Regions from separate parts of the Triticum aestivum genome. Here region 1 is linked to region 2. Evidence: chromatin contacts called from public Hi-C data. All regions are on one chromosome and are shown on one strand. The core of a region is the stretch at or near the end of the contact, and the rest is flanking DNA. Distances in the headings are between cores, read along the strand shown.

What was found. Hi-C and Micro-C count contacts between places; a contact is called where the count stands out from the background.
Region 1: a Hi-C map of leaf shows a contact between it and region 2, with 4 times the contacts expected there. The contact joins the promoter of LOC123045957 here to the promoter of LOC123045954 in region 2. A contact is called at or near these places in 3 of 5 Hi-C or Micro-C datasets (all in leaf).

What each region holds. Positions count from the first base shown.
Region 1 is chr2B:548,363,195-548,369,851 of IWGSC CS RefSeq v2.1, forward strand. LOC123045957 (calmodulin-binding receptor-like cytoplasmic kinase 3) reads left to right here and starts at 2,985. Exons shown (of 7, transcript XM_044469209.1): 1 at 2,985-3,278; 2 at 4,060-4,428; 3 at 4,584-4,837; 4 at 5,566-5,731; 5 at 5,809-5,898; 6 at 6,552-6,657. The coding sequence starts at 4,308.
Region 2 is chr2B:547,753,437-547,759,902 of IWGSC CS RefSeq v2.1, forward strand. It overlaps LOC123045954 (putative adenylate cyclase regulatory protein), which reads right to left and starts at 3,795. Exons shown (of 16, transcript XM_044469206.1): 1 at 3,580-3,795; 2 at 2,603-2,974; 3 at 2,396-2,524; 4 at 1,509-1,716; 5 at 1,273-1,419; 6 at 980-1,054; 7 at 823-894; 8 at 626-697. The coding sequence starts at 2,806.

The DNA of each region.
Region 1 (6,657 bases), core at 1,735-4,234, 610 kb after region 2:
TGTAGGAGGGAATTTGCGGGTTGCCGTTGTGAGGCCAAATTCACTGTTCTTTCCCTTATGCAAAAGTTTAGCACGATTTGACCCTTTTGTAAAAAAAAATCGAATCTGACATTTTTCCTACCGCCGTAGATGTTGGCAGTAGAATACAACGGGCTACCGCCATGGTCAACGGCGATAGGCTTCTGGTCAACACAGTGATGTGGCAAGTGGCTACCGCCCTAGCCTTTGGCGGTAGCACCTCAGATGGTCTTCGGTTTCAAATCCTGCCAAAGGCAATTTCTTTTTTTCTTTTTTTTTGCCCAATAAAAATGAAAAATTATTCAGTCTTCACTGTTGATTGATTGAGCATAGATTTGACCATGTAAATATCATTTATAAGAGAGGTGTTTTTTAAGAACTGACAAGAAAATATATTCTCTCTTCCTAAATACAATCACACGCATGTTTCCTTATGTACAAGATATGTGCTAAGACAAGGAAATGTTCCCCTTTTCTTTCTTTCTTTACCATACAAAAAATACGTCTGGAGCGCTGATGTTAAAGAAATGTTTGGATTAGCGCGTGAACTATATTCATATAGCTGTAATATATGTGTGCACTTGCAACTTTCAACATGCGTGTAATCTAATTAATATTCATACATGTACTTTCTAATTAAAGTGAAGATTTGAATCAAATTATATTTTTTCACGACACAAACATGTGCCGTGTCATATGTGTTCACGCTTTAAATGCCATTGTAATATTCACGCGATTAGTAACATATTGATTAATGTAATTATCTTAGACTGACTCAATAGCAAAAATAAATTGAATTTACTTAGCATACGACAAACTCTCATCCAATTGTGGCACGGTAAACCGATGGACCGTGAAGATGTTGAATGAAGATGCCTTGTAAACATGCATCGAGTGATTATATTTAGGAAAGAGAGAACATCTTTCCCCGTCGTTTCTTAAAAAAACGCTTCTCTTGTAAATGATACTAGCAAATATGTCCGTGCATTGCAATGGAAGAAAAGCTATTAGATTATGCACGTGCGATAGATATAAAAGAAATTCTGAACCAAATGCCAGGATGAGATAAGGACTTTTAGAATGTATTTTCATAAAGTATGTCTGGGTGATGTCATGACGAGATAAGGGACTTTTAAAAAGTCATTTAAAAAATAAAAAATGTGATGGTCTCATCACGACTTGATTTTCTAACGCGTCACAACGAAAAAAATGTCGATGATCAAACTACATTGATGGACACTGCATGAGCTAGATTGATGAGTGAGTGCCTCGCCTTGACCTAGCGTAGCGGTGTTTATAATAATCAGTAATGTGGTACCAAAAAAATATAGCTGTGTATGAATGCAAAATAGAAATTTAGTCATTTTTATATAGCTTATAAAAATTAACCTATAGAAAGTTGTGTCAATTTTTGAGGGCTCAGCGTTGTACAAGACATGAAAAACTTTTTTTTATCCAAAATCGAGGGACTGAATACAATCATGAAGCGACCCCTACAGATCTCCTGCGACGGTTCGTTATATTCATTATTTATGGATCTGTTTTAATTCTTGTGAACATATTCCAAACTTTAATAGACATTTTTTTAATTCTCTAATGTTTTTCGAATATTGGATATTTTTTAAAAATCATGAACGTTTTTTATTTCCTGAAAATTTATTTGAAATCGTAATAGTTTTTTATAATACGTGAACAATTTTTTGAAATCATGATCATTTTATGATTTTCCGAATGTTTTTTTAATTCACAAACAGTTTATAATTTTTCAAGACTTTTTTTGAAATATTGTTTTTCTGGAAATCACGAATAAATTTAAAGAAGAAAAAACTAAAACAGAAATGAGAACGTGAAAGCAAAAAATGAAATAGAAAACAGAGGCGTTGCAGCCTGCAAATGGGCCAGCCCATTACCGTGTGCGGGAGGAGTAGGCGCGCTTGCGAAAGAAAAAAGGAGAGATAAAAAGTGGGCAGGCTGGGGATCAAACCCTGATCTTTGTAGTGGAGTCGCGCGGCGCTGGCCACTGTGCTCAGCATATCTTCGTGTTATATTAGGGGATCTCAGCATATATAAACCAGAACCTGCGTGAATCGTTTTTTACCACTTATGGGTGGCATTGGTGGGTAATTTTTGCCAACTTCGAGGGTATTTTTTATGACGTATGTACAAAAATCCAAATCTCTTTATTATTAGGTAAAGATTTACATGGTCAAAATTATCTCAATCCATCAACCGTCAAGAGAATAGTTACAGATACTCTAAAAAAAGAATAGTTACAGACAAGTAAAAAAATATTTTTGACAATAATTCATATCTAACATTAATTAGACTATTTTTATCATTTTTATTGGGCAAAAAACAAACCAAACAAAAAGAATTTGCAACACACACTATTTATAGCATTCAGGTCCCCCCAGGTGCTACTATGGCGGTAGCCACTTGCCACATCATCGCGTTGATCAGAAGCCTACTGCCGTTGACCATGAAGATAACCCGTTATATTCTACTACCAACATCTACGACGGTAAGAAAATGATTAGATACAAACTTTTTTTACAAACAGGATCAAATCATGCTAAATTTTTGCATAAGGGTCACAATAGTGAATTTGGCTCCGTTGTGATGCCCTAACAGAGTAGCATGCCTCGAAGGATCCTCGGGGTACGAACCAACCTGTGGTTGGATGATTAGAGGGACTGGCATCCTCAGCTAACCTGTGCCGGCTCAGTTTTTTGGAGATGCTCATAGGGGTAGGATGTATGTGTGTGTTCGTAGAATGAGTGTATGCGCGTATATATATGAACGCTTGTGTCTGTAGTAGTGATGTTCAAGAAAAAAAACCTCGGGGTGGACCAAAGGAGTACACGCCGTTGCGGCTGCCGCGGCACCCACCCGCAGCGACAGGGTCGTACGCCTCCCATCACCAACCAGCCGCACTCCCACTGACAAAACGGGGCAGACCCACCCCTGGCGGCAAGTGGCGCCACAGAAAAAAAATTCCCTCCGTCGGCGTCGTTTACCAGTCGCCTCCCCCCGCCCGGGTCGTCGGTCTCGTCTCGGCGGCCTCTCGCTCCCTCCGGTCCTCGCACACGGTTTCCATCCCGCCCCACCAAAGATCCGATCAAACCAAAGGCGCCATCCTTGTCCCGGTCGGCGCCTTCCTCGCCATTTCCGCGTACACGTCTCAGCCTGGATCTTGTGGCTTCCGCGGTGGCGGAGCATTCGGCGCGCGGTGGCTCAGCTATAGCTGCCTATATCCTCCGGTGAGTCCCCGTTTCCTCCGAGCTCCCCGAGGCCGATTGCGATGATGCTTCCTCTGCGCGTGGTTAGGTTGCTTCCCTGCTTGATTGCTAGCTCGCCTCTGCCGCACCGCCTGTCGCAATGGTCGCTAGCCTAGTGCCGCGTTCTTGGTTCTTGGGGTTACTTCTCTGTTGTGGGATTTCTCTGTAGGCGTAGGGCTGCGCTTCTCGATGCTTTACTTGTTGCAGCCGCTAGCTCGCGTGTTTAATCTGGGAGCTATAGAAGCGGGGCCTGTCGCGGTGTTGTTTCTGAAACTGACAGGGCTGCGGATAAGGCTCCATCAAGCTCCAGTTTTGCTGTGATTGTGCTAGGGGACGCCAGGTTCGGTAATCGTACGGGGCGCCGTCTCAATCCTTTTTGTTTGCTTCCCCTTACTGCTTTCAGTTGACACATGGGTGAATTTGTCTCTCATGGCTAGTTCGATCTGTCTATAAGTGCAATTTTGTCTAGAGTGGTGGTCTTGTTTTGTCATCTATGTTTGTTAGTTGCGTGCATTGTCAAGTTGCTTACTATAAATATGCAAAGGCCCCAGTGTTGTACTACATGTAAAAGTATCAGTTGTAGATGTTTTGTGGCAAATGACAAGAATGGAAAGGGAGGCAGTTTCGTTATTGGTTAGGAGGATAATTCATTTACTCACCAGTTATGATCATGTCATCTCTCGAGTTGTACTAGCTATTCCTTTATTCATTCATCACAAATGACTAAATTAAATCTTTTACACATTTGCTGTTTGCATTGTAGCACTGTACCACTACAAGGGAAAAGAGGACAAGTATTGCTCTGAAGTGAGATACGCTTGGGGGCAGATTTTGGAGAACTCTTGGTCTAAGGTGTGAGAGATTTGGAGGTATATTTTGGACAACTTGTGGCCTAAAGTGAGATAGGTCTGGAGGCAAATTATTGTGTCCGTCAGCGTGCTAATTTGGGACATCGGATACAAATGAGGCACAGCACACTTCTTTACTGGAGGACCGGAGACAGATAACGTTATGGTAGCCGCTACAGCTACAGAAATGTTTCTTGTGTGCTTTGAATCCTTGTGCCCCTGTTTTCGCTCAAAAAGGAAGGATGGAAGTGAAGATCCTGTTCTTGCAAAAGACGGAAATTCCTGTAAGCAAAATGACGAATTTTCATATACGGGTCATGAAACCTGTTAACACACTGAATCAATGCCTAACTTATTTTTTGTGATGAAATTTAAATGCAAATTTTGTGGTTATCAACACTTTGCCACCGTTTGACATATTGTTCCCTTCCTTTTTCAGTGAGTTCTTCTGAAATGAGGTCAATTTCTGACAGAATTCCCTCGAGCCCTCTTCGGGTACCTGCAAGTCCATCTAGATTTTCATTATCTTCACCGCCAAGTAGAAATGATCCATTGAACCTCAGTCTTGAAACTGTTATTAAACTGACACGTAACTTTTCACCGGCCTTGATGATTGGCGAAAGTTATTTTGGAAAGGCCTACAGAATGGACTTGCAAAATGGCCTTGTTGTGGCTATTAAAAGGGCAAGAAAGGTAGTTTATTTTTTCTGGCAACTAAACTAGAGATTTGCATAAGTACAATGACTGAACTATTATTGTTTATTCTGGTTGCTTTAATTCCACTCTATTAGGTTTAGCTAAAAGCCTAATTAGACACGACACTTCATGAGGTTTAGAAGTTCTATTATACTCCAGCCTAGCTTTCCTTGTCTAGCTTAGCTTTGTTTTCTGTCGAATTTTCTAGGTTTGTTCAGGTTTTGTATAGTTAGTTTTTTCTCCCTTTTGGGGGAGGCTGCTAGCCTCTTTTTGGTCGTTTGGGTCAAAGTCACTGTGGATGGTTTGTAATATACAATGGCACGCCTTTCGACGCTTGTTTCAGAGAGAAGAAGTCCTGTTTGGGCTGAAACATTTTTAGATTGTTTACTGAGCTTATCATCCACTGCTCTCTCTTGGGTGGAATCAAGAAAGAACAAGAAATTGGCTAATGCATGTTTAGGTAGACCCAGTTGTTGATTGATCCATATGTGCGTAGACCAACATAAGAATAACAGGGTTATGCATCAATAAAACATGCTGCATTGCATTCTTCATTCCAGTAGTTGTGCATTGCTCTTATATCTTTTATGTGTTGTGTAAGCCTGTTCACTAGTCGGATTTTTTTTTCCTCTCCGCAATCCGGATAGCTGTTGATAATAATTGGGTACCTTCACTTCTTTTTACCGCTGTTTGAGTTGTGATTCTGATATGGTCTATTTTCCCAGGAACATTTTGCTTCTTTACATGCAGAATTCAAAAATGAAATTGCACTACTAAAAAAAATCGAACACAGGAATCTGGTCCAGTTACTTGGATATATTGACAAAGGGAATGAAAGAATTGTCATAACCGAGTTTGTGTCAAATGGCACTCTTAGGGAACATTTGGATGGTATGCTGCAAACCAGATTGCTGCTTTATTTGATTCCTTCTCAGGATGAACAGTAACATTTTTATATTGTCTTTCAGGACAACATGGGCTAATATTGGGCTTCAGTCAGCGGCTTGAAATAGCCATAGATGTTGCCCATGGATTGACTTATCTGCATCTATATGCAGGTACACCTTTGCCTACATGTTTTCATTTGCTGACTATAGAACTGTCAAGTAAAACACTAATCAAATGGTTCTACTTTTTATTCTGATTCAGTCACATGTTAAGGAATTTACCTCAGCAGTAACGAAACACATGAACAAAGTATTCTTGCTGCACTGGAAGTTAATAATTTGTGGTACCTGTCAGCTGTCATGATGGCATACGTTTTTGGAAATTATTTTGGCTGTCCGTTGCCTTGAGAAAATGTCATGTACATGTACTCCAGCTTTTTATTAAGTGGGCCTAACGTGTTTTAAGAGTGCGTGCAAATAAGCATTTGCTGTGCAAGTTTAACAGTCACAAGAATTTGAGGCTATGCTTAACAAGGGCACACAATCCTAATTTGCATGCGCGACCTAAATTATGAATTTAGTGAATCACAAGGATCAGCCACGTGACTAGATTTCTTTTGTGTGTCCTCCATTTAAATGCAAGATTTAGCTAACTGCATGAATATAAAATTATCTATTCAATAGAAGTAAACTTGTATAACATACTTTTGCTCTTTAGTATTTTGATGCATCCACAGGTAAAAAGACGCATTGTAATTTGATCGTTCCTGCTGGCGATTTGCATATATCTTTTCTTAAATTATAATGCAATCTTATGCTTTTAGAGAAGCCCATTATACACCGGGATGTGAAGTCATCAAACATTCTACTAACTGAAGGCTTCAGGGCAAAAGTAGCCGACTTCGGATTTGCAAGAATTGGTTCAACAGA
Region 2 (6,466 bases), core at 2,545-5,044:
GTTTGGCACCCAGATAGTGAGCTTGCAACCATTTGCATAATTATGCATGAAATGCTAACCGAATGCTACAACATAAATGAGTATTACAACAGAGTAACCATGCAACAGTGAAATAGTAAGTTCAGGCCTCGTAACTAACAATGTCCTTGTAAAAGGAACATTTAACTCCTCCGGTCAACAACACAAGCTTCCTTTCAAAATAATGGAGTTAAACTCCATACACTGACTCTCAGAAACAGAAGAGGTAAAAACATCTCTCATCATTTTTACATAGAACAGCACGGTGTCCCCATAAATGCACAGAAGAACTATCTGGCTAACTAATATGTTACTTTGACTCATTCTCATTAAACTTCTGAAGCAAACTTATAAAGATATCATGTTATCTTTCTACCAAAAGGGCATCTCTCTGGGCATGAATTCTAGAGATAAATAAAGATATAAGACTGCTGCGGTAACTTGTGAATAAGTTCATGACACACATACTTCTACAGAGTTCTAAGGCCCAATCGTCCTCCTGCTGCAACATACATAATAGATCAAACTATACACAAGACTAAGCCAAAGAAACTTGTGTGGAAGTAGCATCAACAGCAGGGTGCTCTATAAGGAAAGGATATAAAACCTGATATAGCTTCCAAACAAGCAGCAGTCACTGCACAGCCCTCCAGATTTAGGTGGGATAGTTTGGACAGACCTAAGAGATCAAACCAACAACTTAAACACGGCTAAATTTATAAACCCTCGGGTTACTAAGTAAATAAAAACGAAGAGTTAGTCAACAACAAAAAAACAATTCAAGAGCATGTGTTTGGGGGTTACCTCTCAGATAAGAAACACCACAATCACTTATTTTGCAGCAAGACAGTTGCAACTCTCTCAAGTTCGTAAAATCTACACAAGGAGAAGGGCATTGCATTGTAGATCAATATGTATGAAAACATAGGTTGGTTTAGACTAGCCATAGAAGAGTTATAACCTGATAAATACTTCATATCTGAATCTGTGATGCCGTTACAATATCTCATGTTCAGTGTTTCCAGTTTTCTCAAGCCTGTAAAAGAATGTTATGTTATTGCAACAGAGGCAAGTAGTTTTTCAGAGTTACTTGCTATTGAGCGGAATGCGAATAAATAGGCTGCATGCCAATTCTTATAGTGACTACAAACAAATGTATGTATCACATGCCAGGAAATGGAAATGTATAAGTTGGAATAAATTAGGTGATTCGGCACGCTTTACAAACAATTGGTTCAGGGAACAAAAGGCCACCTTTTAAATGAACAAGGCCACCATGAATTTTTGGGCATCGCTCAAGGTCCAAATTTACCAAGTTAACTAACTTTGCAAAGGCTTTTGCTCCTTCAGCTGTAACAGCAGCACATTTCTTAAGGCTGAGCGATGTCAAGTTTGAGAGGCCTGCAGAATGAAGACACACATCATACATCATAAAAGTGAACATTCACCCCCCAGACTCGCACAGCTACTCAACTATTGTCATCACTTACCTGACACTGTTTTAAGTCCATGTTCAGAAATTCGATCACAGTAATTGCATGCCAGACTTTGCATATTTGAGCAATCTTTGAGAAGATTCAATCCACTATCAGTCACATCAGAGCAAGAGATGTCAACAGATAGCAAGGACTGCCCTTGAGAAGCGATTACTTCCATCCAAGCATCCTTCACTCCAGGGTACTCATCCAGACAAATATCCTGATACCGAATAGTGTGGAAGATCAATTGGTTGTCATATAGGGCTAACTCGTCCCAGAGCGCGATAAAAGCCTTCAAGTTTTCTTTTCTGGTCTAGCTCACCAAGCAAACTGGTGGCTTGGCTTGCAATTTACCTTAAGCAAGAAGTGCCATCTGACTAGGAATAAGGTAGCTAGCTACCTAAGTGATCTCAAATGGTCTATTAAATGGGCTTCCCTAAGGAATAGGTACTTTTTCATTCTTACCGGATAAATTTACCAAAGTAATTTTTACTTTCTATGAACAAGCTCAAGACAAGCTTGACAAAGAATTGCATTCTAAATTACTGAGTGAACCTTGAAAAACCAACAACGAATGTCTGATAAGATGCCTTATTGCCTTTGTTCACTCCCTGATAATACACAAGAATTTGTCGAGAAAAATAAAACATATTTACATATAAAGGCCTGATTGATGGTACGGGAACTTTAATTTTACATCAAGTAATTGTTCATAGTTAACAGGGATAAGCTAGACTTGTATTCTTTTATTCATCATTCTTCTGTACATAACCCATATCAATAAAACAAAATGCAGTGGGGAATTTTCCCATTGTTTCGGCTTAAAAATTGTATTTAAGATAAAACATCACTGTCTATTTCATTTGAAACAGTTAACCAAACAGGTACCAAAATTTCACCTGCAAAGCACAGTCGCGAAAAGCTCCCAGCAACTCCTCGGTGATGTAGCTACACCGCACCAGTTCATTGAATATCTGCTGGCTAAGATCCCTAGGCAGCATGGAGAAATCTGAATACCTACTTATGTCCTGCAATCACCCACATAAACTCAGCCAAGAACAGGCATTGCTTCGCCAAACTCTGAACATACGAGTTCACATGACTACCTCACGGACTCTGGCCACGCAAAGTTCCACCAGTGACGGGCGGCGACCTGGGCCCGGTCCCTGCGCCTTCCGGAGCACATCAGAGCTGCTGCGTGACAGCGTGTGCAGCAGCCATTTGAAGCTGCCGCTCTTGGAGAACTTGACGCTGTACAGTTGATCCTCATGGACCACTTGGCCTCTGTTCCTTGAGCAGGCACTGCCCATGGCGAGTTCTTGCACTGAACAAAACCTGATCACTGCCTCAAGTCTATGGATGGATGTACAGTGTCACAGACCATGGGCAGACTCAAAGGTGCATATTCTTCCCGGACACCTTGATTCTCTAGCATTAATTGCAGGCGTGACTACGACTTGGCCTTCTTCAACGCCATCCTGCATCATCAATAAAATTAATACAATCAATAAGCTTGACTTGCACTGCAGCTAGGAAATTACTATCAGAAGATTGTCAATATAACCAATAAGCTTGAGTTGCACTGCAGCAAGGAAGTTACTATCAGAAGATTGTCAATATAATCAATAAGCTTGAGTTGCACTGCAGTAAGGGAATTACTATCAGAAAGATTGTATGCAGACGCAGTCAGACAAAACCAAACCCCCACGCAATCGATTCTAATGCAAGTGGTCGGTTTCGAGTGAAGTGTTCATCTCTCACGCAACTGAGCCTGGGCGTCCAATCACCACATACCGCCAACCAATCCTACACGCAATTGAGCCCCACGAACAGAGCAACCAACCCCTGCGGATGAATATGCAACAGTATCGAATGTTCCGTCCGCACCAAGCTCTGCAAATCGCGGACGGCAGGCAGAACGAAGTGCAAAAATGCCCAAATATCTGGATTGGAATAACCGAAGACGGGAGGATCAGAGCAGAGACGGAGGAGAGCACGTCGGAGGCTGGACGAAATCAGCAGCAGCCGAGAGAATCGCACTCGCGCCTAAAGTTAGTTATTATTGCATAGGAGGTGAAATTACCTGATCGGGCGTCGAATCAGGCCACCGGAGCGACCTGATGCTGGGCCGAGCCACGGATTAGCGGAGCTCGACGGAGTCGGCGGCTGAAATCGTCGCCGTCGTGTCGTATCTGATTCCAATCCGGCGAAGTCTCGCGAGCGACAGTGACGACGCGAGGTCAGGTCAGGTCCGGCCACGAGTGGGGAGGGAGGAGGAAAGGTGGGGAGGGAGGAAAAATGGCTTATAGCGAGCGCCGGGGAGCAGCGGGCGAGCTCCACGTGTCGCGGAGCGCTGGGACGGTACGCTGGGCTACGAACGTTTAGTCACTGACATGCGGGGCCCGCGGACCTTCTGGACCCACTGGCGGTGACACGGCGGAAACGGATGATGGTGGGTGCTAAGCGAGGGGTTGGGGGCCACCGGGAAGCGGAAGGGATAAGGCAAAGGAGGTGGGGCACCACCGTGGCGGGCGGGCGCACGGCACCCCGGAATGTGCTGCCGGTTTTGTGACCCCGAAGAGGGCTGTTCGTTGTGCGGGGTTGCACGTGGGGCCCGCGGCTTTACGAGCGCAGTTTTGCTATTTATCGCCTCTCGCTGGTACACTCGTCGTACAGAGGTACTACTATCGCGTGCGAGTCAGCAGCCCCATGTGTCAATTCTTAAAAAAAAACACGTTCGATGTTGCTTTTTGTTGCGGTGAGAAAACACATCGGGCAATAGAGCATCTCAACAAACCATATCCCAATAGGGTAACTACCTGAGCATGAAGATGACTTTCGCCTGAACAACCGGTTTTAGGCATTTGTATCAGAAACGATGGTCTACAAACCGGTTTTAGGCTGGCCATAGTGGGGTAACATAAGTAGTATCATGTATTTAGGACCCGCAAACATGCTTATGTCGCAGAGAATTAAATAAGAGAGATGGTTATAGTAACATACTCCCTCCGTCCGGGTTTATTAGGCTGTTCATAGTGGGGAGTAACATATACTAGTATCATCATATGATACTGTATGATACTGGTGTATGATACTACATTCATAGTGCATAATATCAGACTACCCACAGTGGGAATAACATAGGTAGTAACATCACACATATATAGGTTAAATAGATGATGTGGCATGCAATAAATGAAGAAAGAGATGAAAGTGGTAACATATCTAGTTACTACTCATTGTGGTTAGTCTCATAAAGTAGTATCATAGATGGTCTTATTTATTGACATGCATGACACATATTAGCATAACATTTATTATGATACGGTATCTATCTATGTTACTATGATCCTCTCTCTCTTCTTTAATTGTTTGCCACATAAGCATGTTTGCGAGTCTCAAGTACATGATACTAGTTATGTTACCCCATTATGGCCAGCCTTAGGCCTAAAGACAACTTCTCTTAAACCAAGACACATAGTAATTTACTCACATTAATTCTTCTATTCCACTCCCGATGCACTCTCTCATATGCATGCAGCCAATGAAAAAGCATGCATGAAGTGCATTAATTTTTCAGCCATGGCACTAACAACAATGGCTTTCAATGCAACCAATGAAATGGTTGCACGCATGCGCCTTTCCAAAGCGGGGCCTTATAAAAAAGGACATGTTTATGATGCTGAGAGGTCTAATAAACCTGGACAGAGAGAGTAGATAGATATCGTAACATAATACTACCTCCATCCTGGTTTATTGGTCTCCATTGTATTTCGTGCCAAATTTTGATCGTAGATTGAACTAACAAAATATTCATGCATGTCACAAAAAATTATTACATTGAAAACTATGTTCAAACACGAATCCAACGGTATATTTTTTGTTGACATGCATTAACATTTTGTTAGTTAAATCTTTGGTCAAAATTTGGCACAAACTACAAAAAGGACATATAAACCAGGACGGAGGTAGTAAGTGTGATGCTACTATGTGTCATGCATGGCAATAAATGAGACCACCTATGATACTAATCTATGATACTATGTACTACTACCTCCGTCCGGGTATATAAGTCCGGTGAGCCAAGAAGCTATGTACGTTTTTTCAAGGCCGCTGGCTATAGGCAGTTACTTTTCCTTGATCCGGCCGCTAGACTTGTGCTTGACTGGCTAGTGATGCGCGTGGGTAGCGGCATGCAGAAACCCAAGAGGCAAATGGGCTGCCTGCTGTAAATGCTGGCAGGTGCTGGATTGGTTGCATGCAAAGTGAACGAGGCACCTAGCTGCATGCAAAGCTGCCCGTGATTTGATTGGCTGCTGCTGTAAAGCGTTGCTGGTTATTATTGCTTTGCCTTGGTCCATGTGTTTTGGCTAATGGGCCTAATAATCCCGGACGGAGGTAGTATAGATGTAGTATCATACACTAGTATCATATGCATGATACTAGTATAATACTCCCCACTATGACCACCTTAGGCATCAAACACAATAACGGTCGCTACAAGGGCGCCTTCTGGCCTATGCCACATCAATTCTACTACTGTGCCGAAGGAGAAAAGTTAAACGTGATGGGCCATCGATCACTGCTCTTTTTATCGCTCGCACGCAAGCCTTCCCTCATCTCCTCTTTGGTGAGATCTCTCTCATCCCGCGACCCCTTGCTGCCGCCACCACCCATGCCAGCCGATTCCCGCGAGTCCCGGCGGCAGGTGGCACACCAAGGACTTCCCCTCGCCCCTCTCCTTCCTCCCATCAGTCCAAATCCATCGTTAGAGACCTCCCACGCTCGCTCCCGACCCTCAGCCATGGCTAGGGTTTTGGGCGCGGCTTCCCCTTCGTCGCCGGCGAGGCTCTAGCGGCCTCCAGTGACTCGTCGCAGCTTGGGGCAATTAGCGGTGGCGAGGAACCCTCCCCCGTTGCTAGGGTTTCGGCCTCCGTGTGCTACTACTCGAGCTTTGTCGCCTCCTCCCA